Regions from separate parts of the Zea mays genome. Here region 2 is linked to region 1. The links are chromatin contacts, called in public Hi-C maps. All regions are on one chromosome and are shown on one strand. Each heading gives the region's core, a stretch centred on a gene start, on an enhancer-like site or on the middle of the called end of the contact. The rest is flanking DNA. Distances are from core to core; before and after follow the strand shown. Region 1 holds the start of LOC100281388. Region 2 holds the start of LOC100277099.

Region 1 (6,636 bases), core at 1,114-3,613:
AGTGGTGCTAACATTGCTAATCTTGTAGCTACTGTTATTGATGAGTATAGTTTAACTGAAAAAGTGTTTGCTATAACTTTGGATAATGCTTCCTCAAATAATGTTGCCATGAAATTTCTAAGACCTTTCTTGTGTGGTTACCTTGGTGTACCTGTTCCTGATAGTAGCCTTGGTATTGATGCATCTGATGATGATTTGTCTACTATGTTCTTGCATCAACGTTGTTCATGTCATGTTATTAATCTAATTGTTAAAGCTGGTTTGGATCCTATCAGAACATATCTTGATGACTTTAGAACTACTATAACATTTTTAAATGCATCTAATCAACGTATAGCTGCATACAAAAGCTATTGTATGAGTATGGCTATTCGCCCTCGTAAATTTGGTGTTGACATGGATGTTAGATGGAACTCTACCTATTTAATGATTAAACACTTGTTACCACACAAGTCCACCTTCTCTGTTTTTATCAAAACCCAGTATCCTTTGAATGAAGATGGGACTCCTTTACTCACTGATAACCATTGGGCAATTGCTGAAAAAGTGTTATCTTTCTTAGAATTATTTTATGAATCAACAGTTGCATTGTCTGGTGTCTACTATCCAACTGCTACTTTAATGTTGCATCACATTCTGAGGATAGCTAGACATCTAAATGCATTTGAGAATGATATATTGCTAAGATGTGCTGTTGTTCCTATGAAAGATAAATTCTTGAAGTACTGGAGAGACATTCCAATTTTATATGCAGTTGCTTTTATTTTGGATCCTAGAGCTAAAATGAGGGGTTTTAACAAAGTCCTTATCAAGTTATCTAGTTTAACTGGTACTGATTACTCTAGGCTTCCATTTGATGTTCGTACTAAGCTAACCAAAGTATTTCAGTTGTATGAGACCAAATTTGGTGACACACGCATGCGTGGCGCCCACCAACCATCATCCCACTTATCTGGTAAGAAAAAAATGGCATGGGATGACATTTATGGTGATGATGACCTTGATGGTGAGTTCTCTACTCCTCTGGGAAGGAGATCAGGTTCTTCTTCTTCAACCCCTCAAGCTATCTCTACTGTTGCATCTACCTCTGAGTTAGCTTCTTACTTAGACAGTGATACTATCACTGAGTTTGATGAGGACTTCAATGTCCTTTCTTGGTGGCATCAGCATAAGTTAACTTATCCTATTCTTTCACTACTAGCTAAAGATGTCTTGACAGTGCCAGCTTCTACTATTTCCTCAGAGTCTACATTTAGTCTTGCTGGCAGGGTAATTGAAGAGCGTCGACGTCGTCTAGCTCCTGATATGGTAGAGATATCATCCTGCGTCAAAGATTGGGAACTTGCTGATGGTCACCTGCAACACAGTGTGGAGGAAGACACAAAAGAACTTGAAGATGAGCACGACAACCTGTGGCTTGATGATCCAGCAACACAATCAGCTAGGGATGATTGAAATGCTTAGTCTTGCAACCTACTAGTCTTAATGTCTTATGAGTTGTAATGGACTGTACACTGTAATGGACTGTAATGATTTATAAACTTAGGAGCTGGGCCGCACTCTTTTTTCCTTCTTAGGGTTTTCTCACGAGGTGTGAGTTTTTACCTAAGAAGGTTTTTAATGAGGCGGCCATTGCACTAACAGCTCCAAATAGTCATTTCATATCTGTGTTCGTGTAATTCTGTGTGAATCAATGTGTGTGAATCCTGTGGTTAATTCTGTGTAAATCTGGTATTAATTCTGTGTAAATCTGATATGTACATGTATTTAGTTCTGTTATTATGTATTAGTTCGGGCCAGTGTAAATCTGATATGTACATGTATTTAATTCTGTTATTATGTATTGGTTCGGGCCAGTGGTCGGCCCGGTACGTTCAGGCCCACCGGGCGAACGGGCCGGCCCGGCACGATTTATACCTATGCGTGCCGGGTTTGGACATGTCCCTAGGCACGTGGGCCAGCACGACCCGGCCCGAAGCTTCAACGGGCCGTGCCTGACCCGGCACTATTCGTACCGGACCGAAACGGGTTCGGACCGGGTCCGTGCCGGGTGGCCCGTTTGGACATCTATACACCCGATTACCCTAGAGCTGGTATTTTCCGAAACGCCGATTCTGTGCTAAACTGGTTCTATATGTACAGACAGCGTGCCTGACAGTAACGTTTTCCAAGCACGTACTCCTCCTGGCTCTTGTTCTTGACTGATTGTCAGCATCAACTTTCTTTCAACGAGACCCTTTGAGTTTCCTCCAATCACGGGCACAACATAGAACAAACGAGCAAATGCTTTTATCCCCGGGAAAAACAAGCAAGTCAAGCAACAAACAACAGCGCAGGCGAGCATCCGAGCACCACCCGCCTCCCAATTCCAGTTGTCTTCCTTCCCCGTCCCCGGACGTGCCAGCTCAGCTCGAGGCCCCGCCTCCTCCGCCGTTCTCTCCGATCCCCAATTTTAAACGCCCCCCCTTCTCTCTCCTGCCCACTCGCCTCCCTCCCGGTCCCGGTCCCGGCCTCCCCCCTCCCCCTCCGCTCCCCCCAACCCCAGAACATCCGGCGCTTTCACCCCCCTTCCCCTCCCCTCCCCTCGTCCTCCGCGATGGCGGCGTCCATGGCGTCGCCGCGGGGGCGGTCGATCCGGGAGACGGTGCTGGAGACCGTGGCGGCGTACCACCAGCAGCAGCGGGCCAAGGGGAAGCTGCGCAAGAGCCTCACCTACGCCGGAGGCGAGCTCTCGTCCGCGGGCCGGGCCCGCGGGGACGGCCCCGCCTCCACCTCCGTCTCCTCGCTCTGCGGGCCCGACGACGACGACGAGCCCTTCTGGGAGGAGGAGGAGGGCACCGTCGAGCTCGTCCAGCTCGGGGCCAACCGCGCTAAGAACGTCCTCATCCTCATGAGCGACACCGGCGGAGGCCACCGCGCCTCCGCCGAGGCCATCAAGGACGCCTTCCGCATCGAGTTTGGCGACGAGTACCGGGTGGGTGGGTGCGCGCGCGCTCTCTCTCTCTGTTCATTCATCACTCGTGCTGTCCTCCTGCACCACGGCCTCTCCTCGACGGCGGATTTCGTAATCACCATCAATCGTCTCGTCTGCCAGGTCTTCGTCAAGGATCTGTGCAAGGACCACGCCGGCTGGCCGCTCAACAACATGGAGAGCTCCTACAAGTTCATGGTCAAGCACGTGCAGCTCTGGAAGGTGGCATTCCACAGCACCTCGCCTAGATGGGTCCATAACTTCTACCTCGCCGCTCTCGCCTCATTCTACGCCAAGTAAGGAAGGACACACGTATAATTTCTCTCTAGTGTTCCGCAGCTCAACCAGATTTGGTGACTGGACGCCGATTCGTCCTTTGGAACGTCTCCCTTGTTCTGTTCCATCCTCTCTGCATCGGGATTATAAACAACACGATCATTTGTCGTCTGTGGAGTATCCACGTTGCTGTTGTTGGTGGCATACTGCACATTGCTCACCTAATCGCCTAATTTGTCTAATGGACCCAGCAATTTTGTCATCATCGTGTACGCTTTTTATTATAATGTCGGATCTCAACGCGTGACTCTGTGCCAATAATTTTTATAGCCCTCAGCCCATTCTCTTGAGTGCACTCAACGAATTGTGAGGTTGGACCTTGTCTATGGATGCTCAAATATCCATGCTGAAATCACTGTCATTCATCGTATGATTTTGCAACTCAAACTCAATTTCAAATAGACTGTCACTGAGGTGAGAGATACCACAGTCCTATCTAGCCACTTGGTATGGGCTGCCAGGGTGTAGGACAAGGGCATGATGAAGAATCCCAACAAACTAATTAGTGCCATGTGCTTCAGGGTACGAAAACTGATGGCCACTCTGGCACCAGATGGATCTGGCTAACATTTGCATACTTGGGGACTTGGGGGTTGGGGTGACTGTAAATCTGTAGTTCATTGCGGTGCTGCCATTCCTTGTGCAGCATTTATCTTAACATGTGTCCTTTCAGAATGGTCAGAATTTGCTTTCATATAATTGTTTCGTTGTTTTTTATATACCATGATCACGGGGTTGGGGTGGCTGTAAATCTGTAGTTCATTGTGGTGCTGCCATTCCTTGTGCAGCATTTATCTTAACATGTGTCCTTTCAGAATTGTCAGTATTTGCTTTTATATAATTGTTTCGTTGTTTTTTATATACCATGATCATGTTCCACATCTTATCTGCTGCATGATCTGTTGCTTATGTTATCTTTTTCTGAATGCTTTGTTTATGGATGAAGGAAGGTGGAGGCTGGACTGAAGAAGTACAAGCCAGACATCATAATTAGTGTCCATCCCCTCATGCAACACATTCCTCTGTGGGTTCTCAAATGGCAAGGCCTACAGAACAGGGTAGTCTTTGTAACTGTGATCACAGACCTCAACACATGCCACCCTACATGGTATATTCAGCTAATGATAAGGAAAACATATAGTAAAGCAATTTGTTCACTTGATCTGACAATTAGAAGAAAAAAACGCAGGTTTCATGCTGATGTGAATAGATGTTACTGCCCTTCAGAAGAAGTTGCCAAGCGGGCAGCACTGGATGATCTACAACCATCTCAAATCCGCGTGTTCGGTCTTCCGATTCGACCATCTTTCTGCCGTGCAGTTCTTGTTAAGGTATTTAGTTCACCCTGATTTTTAATATTTCTATTCCTGCTAATTTTAGTATGAACCATACATGGCCTTCCAAAAGACCGATATATTCATTTTACAATGTTTTGTCCTGTTGTGTTCAACGAATCCTGCATACCCAAAAGCATTATTGCTCAAGTTTCAAGAAAACAAAATATTTGTTTGTGCATTGATTTTGAAGGAGGATAGAATTGGTGTAATTGGACAGATGTATTGCATTGAGCCCTTAGAGGGTTTATATAGGGCATCTTTAGTTCACATCCCTAGCCACCCTAGCTCACATATGGGAACTAGGCTGCATGGAGCCAAGCCGAGGAGGTGCACATGCGCTTGTTTGGTTCACTTTCCTAGCCAACCTGGCTGACTCATTAGAAATGTTGTTTGGTTGCTTTGCATAAAATCTTCCTGCATGAGCTCAAAAAATATTGAATAAATAAAAAATGTATCAATAGACACTAATTATATGTCAAAATTATTTAATAGACACTAATTATATGTTAATAGTCTTAATCTTAAGTTCATTATTTTTTGTTTGAAATATATATAGCATGAGTGGCCTAGTTTTGTTCAAAAAAATGTCAGGAAACAGATATGAAATTGGTTTGGTGTTTAAATCTTTTATTTAGAAGATATAGCGAAAAAAGAAGCTAAAATGCATCGTCAAAGTGTGTGCATGTGAACACGTGGCTGGTCTCTCTTGCGCCGTCCGCCACCGGGAACCAGGCTGAATGAAAATGAAGTGAATATCCATTTAGCTGGAACCAGCTACGAAATCCACTTTGCACTGCTGAGGCTAGGCCTAAATACGTGTGTAGGTTACCAAACAAGAGAACGTATATATTAAATCTTCACCACCCATCTTAGATCTAACGTCTGTAGTTGTTTGATATATTTGCAAAGAACACCCTCCGACGTGATGGGTTGTAGTGGTGGAAGATGTTAATTGTAAATTACAATGATCAACCAGAGACGTCAGATTTAAGATGGATAGTGATGATTTCATAAAGCTTTCATGTGCACTGGATATGTACTCAGCAAACAATACTAGTTGCACTACCTTAGCCTAGATAGGACCCTGGAAACCCTACCAAACACCCCCAGAGTACAAAACTTGGGAGATAAGGCAATCCTAGGATATATATGGCAATCTATGATACACAATATCTAAATTAACAATTATACTCTAATATCCTCCCCTAGTCATAGCGTGTTGGTGTTGGTGCTGGTGTTGCAAATTAACGTGTTGGTGTTGTAAATACTGGATGTACAAGGTAGAGGGCCCCAATGGTGATGGTTGCGGTGCGCATAACAGTGGGATAGAAGGTGCTGGCACAACATGCGATTGTTGGAGTAGATGGAGTAGGTGGGGACGAGATGATGACGCTGACAACATGGTTGTATTGGACGAAGAAACAGTACGGGAGCAGATGCGTCAAACCTGAAGGCGAGCAGTCCGGGCAGGAGCGGATGCTCGGGATTGAGCAGACCGGATGCAGGGCGTGGCCCTGACGGTGAATGAGCATTGAGCTCTTATACAGTTTATATAGACGGTTTATATAGAGTACAAGAATTAGAAGACAAGACAAACCACAGATACCTATGGCAGTCTATGATACACAATATCTAAACTATCAAATATACTTTAACAGATTTGTTGAACACTATTCTGCTGTCATCAGTTTTCTGTGGAACTTAAAAGTTTTTTTTTGTATGAAACCATTTATATCAGGATGATTTGAGGAGGGAACTTGAATTGGATCCTGAGCTTCCTGCAGTACTGCTCATGGGAGGTGGAGAGGGCATGGGTCCTGTCAAAAAGACTGCCAGAGCCCTAGGAGAATCATTGTTTGACAAAGAGCTTGGAAAACCAATTGGGCAGCTTATTGTCATTTGTGGCCGGAACAAAACGCTAAGCTCCTCACTGCAGGCAGTTGAATGGAAAATACCAGTAAAGGTATAATCCAGAACTTGTTTTAAAAGGAT
Region 2 (6,246 bases), core at 3,175-5,674, 220 kb after region 1:
AGTTTTGACTTGTAAACATTTAAACTCGTTTAAACATAGTTTTAAACAACATAGGAAAAATACCAATATACCATAATTTCAGACAATAACATGAAGTTAAATACAAAAAAGGTTAGTAGCTTACCAAAATAGAGGCAGAGAGGATGAGAGGAGTCGATTGCTGGGTGATGGCCACTAGCTACTACTCCCGTCCATAAATGTTAGTTGTTCTCACTTTTCGAGGAGTCAAATATTTTTTAACTTTGACCACATTTATATAACAGAATATTAATATGTATGGTACATAATTAGTATCATTAGATAGATCTTTGAATATATTTTTGTAGTAAAATTATTTGAAGATACAAATGTTGATAATATATTCTATAAATCTAGTCAAACTTAAGAAAGTTTGACCGACATGAATACCATAGCGACAAACATTTGTGAACGGATGGAGTAGCAAACATAGGCGTGGAGAGAGGGCAGCGCGAAGGGAGAGGAGCGGCATGGATGGCTCACGGCGTGAAGAATCGGCTACACACGCCATGGAAGGAGGACACACTCGTCGCAGAGGGAGAGGGCACACAAGGTGTACCAGACGACTTGCAACAACACCTTCAAGCGGCGGCGACGATAGAGAGTAGAGTGGTGTGCTACTAGCAATTGAGCTTCAGGGCAGGAGAGTAGGGTATACATGTGGAGACTGGGCCGGATTGGACCCAAAAGTAATTAACAGATTGAGCCCCAGAGTAGCTAATGGTCTAAAGCGCATGAAACATTGTGTTTTATAGTTTAGAACGCCAAAACGCGGTTTCAACCTCTAATTATAGTTTTGACGTTTAAACGTAATTTTAATAACACTGGAAAGTAGGAAAAGTATATACTGGGTTAACTAAAATAAATGAACCAAAATTTCCCTGCCATCTAATGGGCTGTGAGTGCAGAGTCTCTTCGCAATTACTTAACTACAAGGAAAAGGTGCACACAATATGTGTTCTCTGCCGGCGTTAGTTCCTGATGATTGTGTATCTCAAATTTGCAGATCCATGGAGGATCCAGTGGAATTGGTACATTCGCTATACAGATTGCTAAGCACCTCGGAATTAAGGTTTTTGTCACTGCAGGTTTGTTCGGGGTTATGGATATAATATAAAATCAAATGTTCCTGGTAATGCCCCGAGTAATTTTCTGTACTATTGTAGGAAGTGAAGAAAAACTAGCAGCCTGCAAAGCTTTGGGTGCCGATGTATGCATTAACTACAGAACTGAAGACTTCGTTGAACGTATCAAACAGGAAACCAACGGAAAGGGTATAACATCCCACCTGATTATTTTTGTTCTTTTACACTGACTGGTATATGGATGCTGATAGTTCGTTTTGTAGGAACTACTTCGATGCTCTCTTTTTTGGCAGCTAGTATGTATCGAGCATTATCATCAAATAGCGCAACATCCCTGACTGTAATCTGAAACTCACTACCAGGTGTTGATGTGATTCTGGATAACATTGGAGGATCATATCTCCAGCGCAACCTGAATAGCTTAGGTGTTGATGGTAGACTTTTCATCATTGGCTTCCAAGGGGGCATAGCAGCTGAAGTGAACCTGCAAGCTGTGCTTGCACGCCGTTTGACCATACAAGGTATTTTAGTTGCACAAGCCTGTAGGCAATGGCATCATCTGTTACATTTCAGTGATGCTCAGTAGGGATTTTTATGCCAGTTTGCTGGTCACTATGTTTTGTCAGCGTATAGGCAATAGCAACCAACCTCTACGTTCCTAAACGCCACTCCTATTTTTGCACTTGATTAAAATTTTCACATGGTATTTATTTATTTATTTATTTATTTATTTTTTTCCATGATTGTGTGCAGCTGCTGGACTGCGCAACAGAAGCCTTGCTAATAAGGCAGAGATTGTTAGTGAGGTGGAAAAGAACGTGTGGCCTGCTGTCGCTGCTGGCAAAGTGAAGCCGGTGATTTACAAGACGTTTCCGTTATGTGAAGCTGCTGAGGCTCATAGGTTGATGGAAGCTAGCACCCACATCGGCAAGATACTGCTGCTCCCATGACTGCACCTGTGGCGTTTGCGCTCTTGCTCTCGGAGGAGTCAGTTCAAAAACATATGCAATTCCTGAGACTGTGACAACCTGCACGGATGTTGTACTGGTGTCGCATGTCTTTTTTATATATATCTTGTAGTACTAGATTGGATCTTTTACCCCGAGAAATTATCTTGTCAATTGGATCCTTAAAGTGCTGATGACATTTTTCTGTGAGCTATGATATAATAAATCTGGCAGATAGAGCCACTACAGCACGTCAGTACCTGATGCCAGTGTACTGATGCAGTCTACAGATACTCGGGGAGGATATGCCGTGTATTGTAGCCTGATGACCCTGTGATCGATGGCGTGCGGATAACGATCGAGTTGCTGATTGCTGAACATGAGTTAGCACAGGAATTATTAAGTTTTCTTACCTTCTTAATAAGTTAATATGCTGGTAAATGAAATATTTGTACACAATAGGAAGTGCCCATGCTACCAATGGAAGGAATTGCAAGTATCGATAATACAATATGGATTATTAAGTTTCCTGCCAATAAGTATTGGCACGGTCCCAGATTTCAAACTTGTCACCATCTTTTTGCACCCCGGGTACAATGTATATCTACAGATAGTCAGGTACTCATGCAAACTGCCACTGCAAAATCACTCAGAAATTAGGAGCTTATAACCATATGGCGCCATCTTTTACGTTTTGACTTCTGCGCTTTGCATTGTCACCAATGAAGTTCCCACCGATCACTTTGGATGAACTGTGCAGCTCACCATTGGTATAAAGGACGAACACTATGGTCTATACACTATATATGTTCTCAATCATTTTCATATGCCAGTTCTCATTCCTAGAACTCAATCTGGTTTTCCTCCCTTGGTGTTGGAAAAAAATAGCTAATCCGCCAAAGAAGCTGAAAAACTCCTTCCATGTCCTTAATCTTGCATAACTTTCAATGGAGAGTGCAATTGCATTGCTGCCTCAGCGATTCAGTCTGCCTCTTCTGCAACTCGTTATCCTGCAGCAATGAGAATGATTAAGCGGGGTATACACATGTAGAGGACTAGAGGGAATTAAAAAATGAAAAGGAGCGAAGAGGAAGGGCTGGCAAAAAATTAAAGGTGGCCCAGGGTAGAAAGTGCATGATATAGTAGAGGGTATGTATTAAATTTGATCGCCCAGAAAAAAAAATACCTTCTGCAACAACTCAAGACGCCGGGCTGTGCCAGCTAATGAGGCCTTAACCTGTGAAGAGAATTCTCAAATGAGCGCCGTGGATGGAGTGTCTGAGGGGCATAGCCATGTACAAGTATCTGGTAAGTGAGAAATACCTTTGAAAGCTCATCATGCAACTGCCTGTTTTTCTCTACTTCTTTGTCATATTGCATCCTCCATTCGGCAGATTCATCCATGGCTTCTAGGTTTGCTTGTTCAAATTGCCTCCTGATGGTTGATGTGGCAAAAAAACATATAATAAGAGAAGCAAAGGTAAGGCTTAAGGTAACATAATGAATCAGCAAAGGATAATCTCTCGTAGTTGCTCTGACTCTTCCACAGCACAAGACGTGAATGACGGCCATGAAAATGTCCATATAATAAAGAGGTTGCCATATGTCAAAGAAACGAGATCAGCCTGGTTACAGGGACGAATAACTAATCTATGCCTGTCCAATTTCTTTTTTTTTTGTTAACAAAGGGAAAGGGGCTGTAGCCTAGTGGTTACAAGAGCTTTAACACCTCGGTACTAGTTTGACTCTCCATAAAAGCGAATTTAAACGGGCCTGCTTGAGGTCTCGTACCTCAATCGCAATGCCCTGGGGAGGTCGTACTCGGGGTCTCGGGCTGGTCGAGTTTTTTTTTTCTATGTTAACAAACAGGTAGTATGTATGACTTGGTATGAAGTGCTATAGATTACATTCGTTAATCCCTTTGGACCGGTTCTAATTCTAACATGGTGAATAATTCAGACAAATGATTAACCTGATTCAGACATTAGAACAAACACTTAAATCCATTCATAGTGCGATCAGAAGTAAGAGCAAGCATGGTTTGGTTCCTTCCCAAAAAAAAAAAAATCTGTTGATAACTCAATAAGATACAGGAGATTATAAATCGTAGGCGGGTGCAAAAGAACGAAGGCGGAGAGGAATTGGGGTGCGAACCGGAGCTCCTCGCGGTCGTCAGCGGTGAAGTAGGGGTCGCTGGACTGGCGGGCCCAGATGCGGAAGTAGACGGCGGTGCCCATGAGCAGCGCCAACGCGAATGCCGCCATCAAAGCCTGCCGCTTCTGCCGCCGCCCCATCCCTCCTCCTCCTCCTCCTCCTCCTCCTCCTCAGCCCCTCACAGGTCAGATCACCTCCGAATCCGAAACTCCGTCCACCTCTCAGACCCGACTCGAGCTCCGTCGAGAAGAGAGACGCAATGGACACGAAGCAATTGCCCCATCGTGGGCCGTGGGTTCCCAGTACGACGGGCCCATGACTTGACATAAAGGGTCCAATGTGTCGTCGGATCCAGCCTTACAGCCCATTTCGCACTGACCTTTTGTGGTGGGAAATGATTACACCGGCTACCACTGTTCATGTTAATAATCGGACAAATTTACAAACATCTATGATCTACCCAAACGATTTCGCCCGAGTTTATGCAAGTTACTTGTCAAAGAAAGGTTTGATTTTAGACAAACTAAAACAGCTAAATTTCTAAAGTGGAGGCATCAGCTATAGTTCATCAGTTCATGTCACCCAAGTTTTTCAACTGAACATTCACATCATCATATTTATATCCAGTAGGTAACACATGCCTTCCACCACTGCACTTTACTCGGCCACAGAATTACTCACTGATCCTGCAATGTTTCTATTATATACAGCTACACAGTACATGAACAACCAAGAACCATCTATTATATACTAGCTGCGGCGGAATGACGGAGGAAAACCCTGTTTTTATAAATCTCTGGGAACACCAGCAGCCAAGCAAGCTCAGACAGCCAGCGTAAACAGGAACTGGATTCACTCGATGCAGAAAGTAACTCCAAAAACCAGAGTGCGAAGCAGCTATTAAATCCTTCAACCAAAAGCCACCAACATTCACAGAATTCCTTGAATCTCCAGATTAGCCGTCCGCTTCGAGAACTCCATCAGCCAAATCTTCATTTTCTTGACCTTGTCATCCAAGAACCTGGCACCATCCTCCTTCAAGAAGAACACCAAGAAACGGTGCAGGCCTACAGCGGCAGATGAGACCGAGATGAGGAACACGTTCCAGCTCACCCTAATCATCAAGACGGGCTCCTCTCTCAACTCCCTCACAAACTTGGTGAACATGAGCTGAATCCTTCGGTCTTTTACTGCCGCCTGGAGTACCATCAGGGTCGATGGTTCTTCAGCCAGCACCAGATGTCCCTCGTTCTTTCCTGTGGTCATGGGCGTCTGGATCTTGGTCTCCATAACTCGTTTCAAGCCTGTGGCACTCAACATCCATTGGTAGACAACATCCGCAATAACCTTACTAAGGAGCACCCGGAACATCAAAGCATCTCTGGAGATCAGATCACGGGCAAGAGATTTTGCATTCTGCACAATAGGATTCGGAGTGAGCTAACTACGTCAATCTCAAATGTCGGTCAGGTGGGCCGTTGCTACAACACAAGTAAAGAAGTGTGCAGATAAGATGTGATACATACCGCTGTCATAATAAGTCTCCTAATCACAATGCTCTCCTTAGATAATAAAAGCCTCACACACAGGTTTGCAGTATGCAATGCTCTCTCTGGTGTAGCTATAGCACGGTCAAGTGAATATGCATCACTGATCTCCACAAGGCTAGCCACATTCATGGACTTCATGTCAGGCTCTGGCAAAACTTCACTGTTATACTTGAAGTTGGTCCTTCAAACATGAAAATAACATAAGTGGGCAGTGGGCACAGTGGCGGAGGACAGAACCAAATTAACGTATGGCGAAGTTGAAACTGTGTATGACAAAGTAAGAATCGAGACAGGTAGAATCAAATGCGGCAATGAAGTAAAATAGTGGATAGAGCATTGCAAATTGCAATACATGTCTCTCATTTGTGTATTGACATTGCTCTTTCCGTTTGGATCCATCATTACTCAATAACTTTCACTAAATCACCGAGCCTCCTGAATTTACCAACTAGTGAAATATAAGTAGCAACTACAAAAATGAACTGGAACTTC

What was found. Hi-C and Micro-C count contacts between places; a contact is called where the count stands out from the background.
Region 2: a contact with region 1 is called in a Hi-C map of ear, with 2.8 times the contacts expected there. The contact joins the promoter of LOC100277099 here to the promoter of LOC100281388 in region 1. A contact is called at or near these places in 2 of 25 Hi-C or Micro-C datasets (ear and tassel).

What each region holds. Positions count from the first base shown.
Region 1 is chr5:222,688,650-222,695,285 of Zm-B73-REFERENCE-NAM-5.0, forward strand. It overlaps LOC100281388, which reads left to right and starts at 2,364. Exons shown (of 8, transcript NM_001154306.2): 1 at 2,364-2,974; 2 at 3,095-3,267; 3 at 4,254-4,415; 4 at 4,497-4,638; 5 at 6,383-6,607. The coding sequence starts at 2,597.
Region 2 is chr5:222,910,586-222,916,831 of Zm-B73-REFERENCE-NAM-5.0, forward strand. LOC100277099 reads right to left here and starts at 4,425. Exons shown (of 4, transcript NM_001150760.1): 1 at 4,205-4,425; 2 at 3,374-3,485; 3 at 3,237-3,287; 4 at 2,607-3,060. The coding sequence starts at 4,344. The coding sequence ends at 2,995. LOC100502250 reads right to left here. Exons shown (of 17, transcript NM_001363238.1): 16 at 5,731-5,935; 17 at 4,764-5,620. The coding sequence ends at 5,135. It overlaps LOC100284272, which reads left to right. Exons shown (of 6, transcript NR_182047.1): 3 at 1,025-1,106; 4 at 1,185-1,292; 5 at 1,367-1,624; 6 at 1,857-2,401.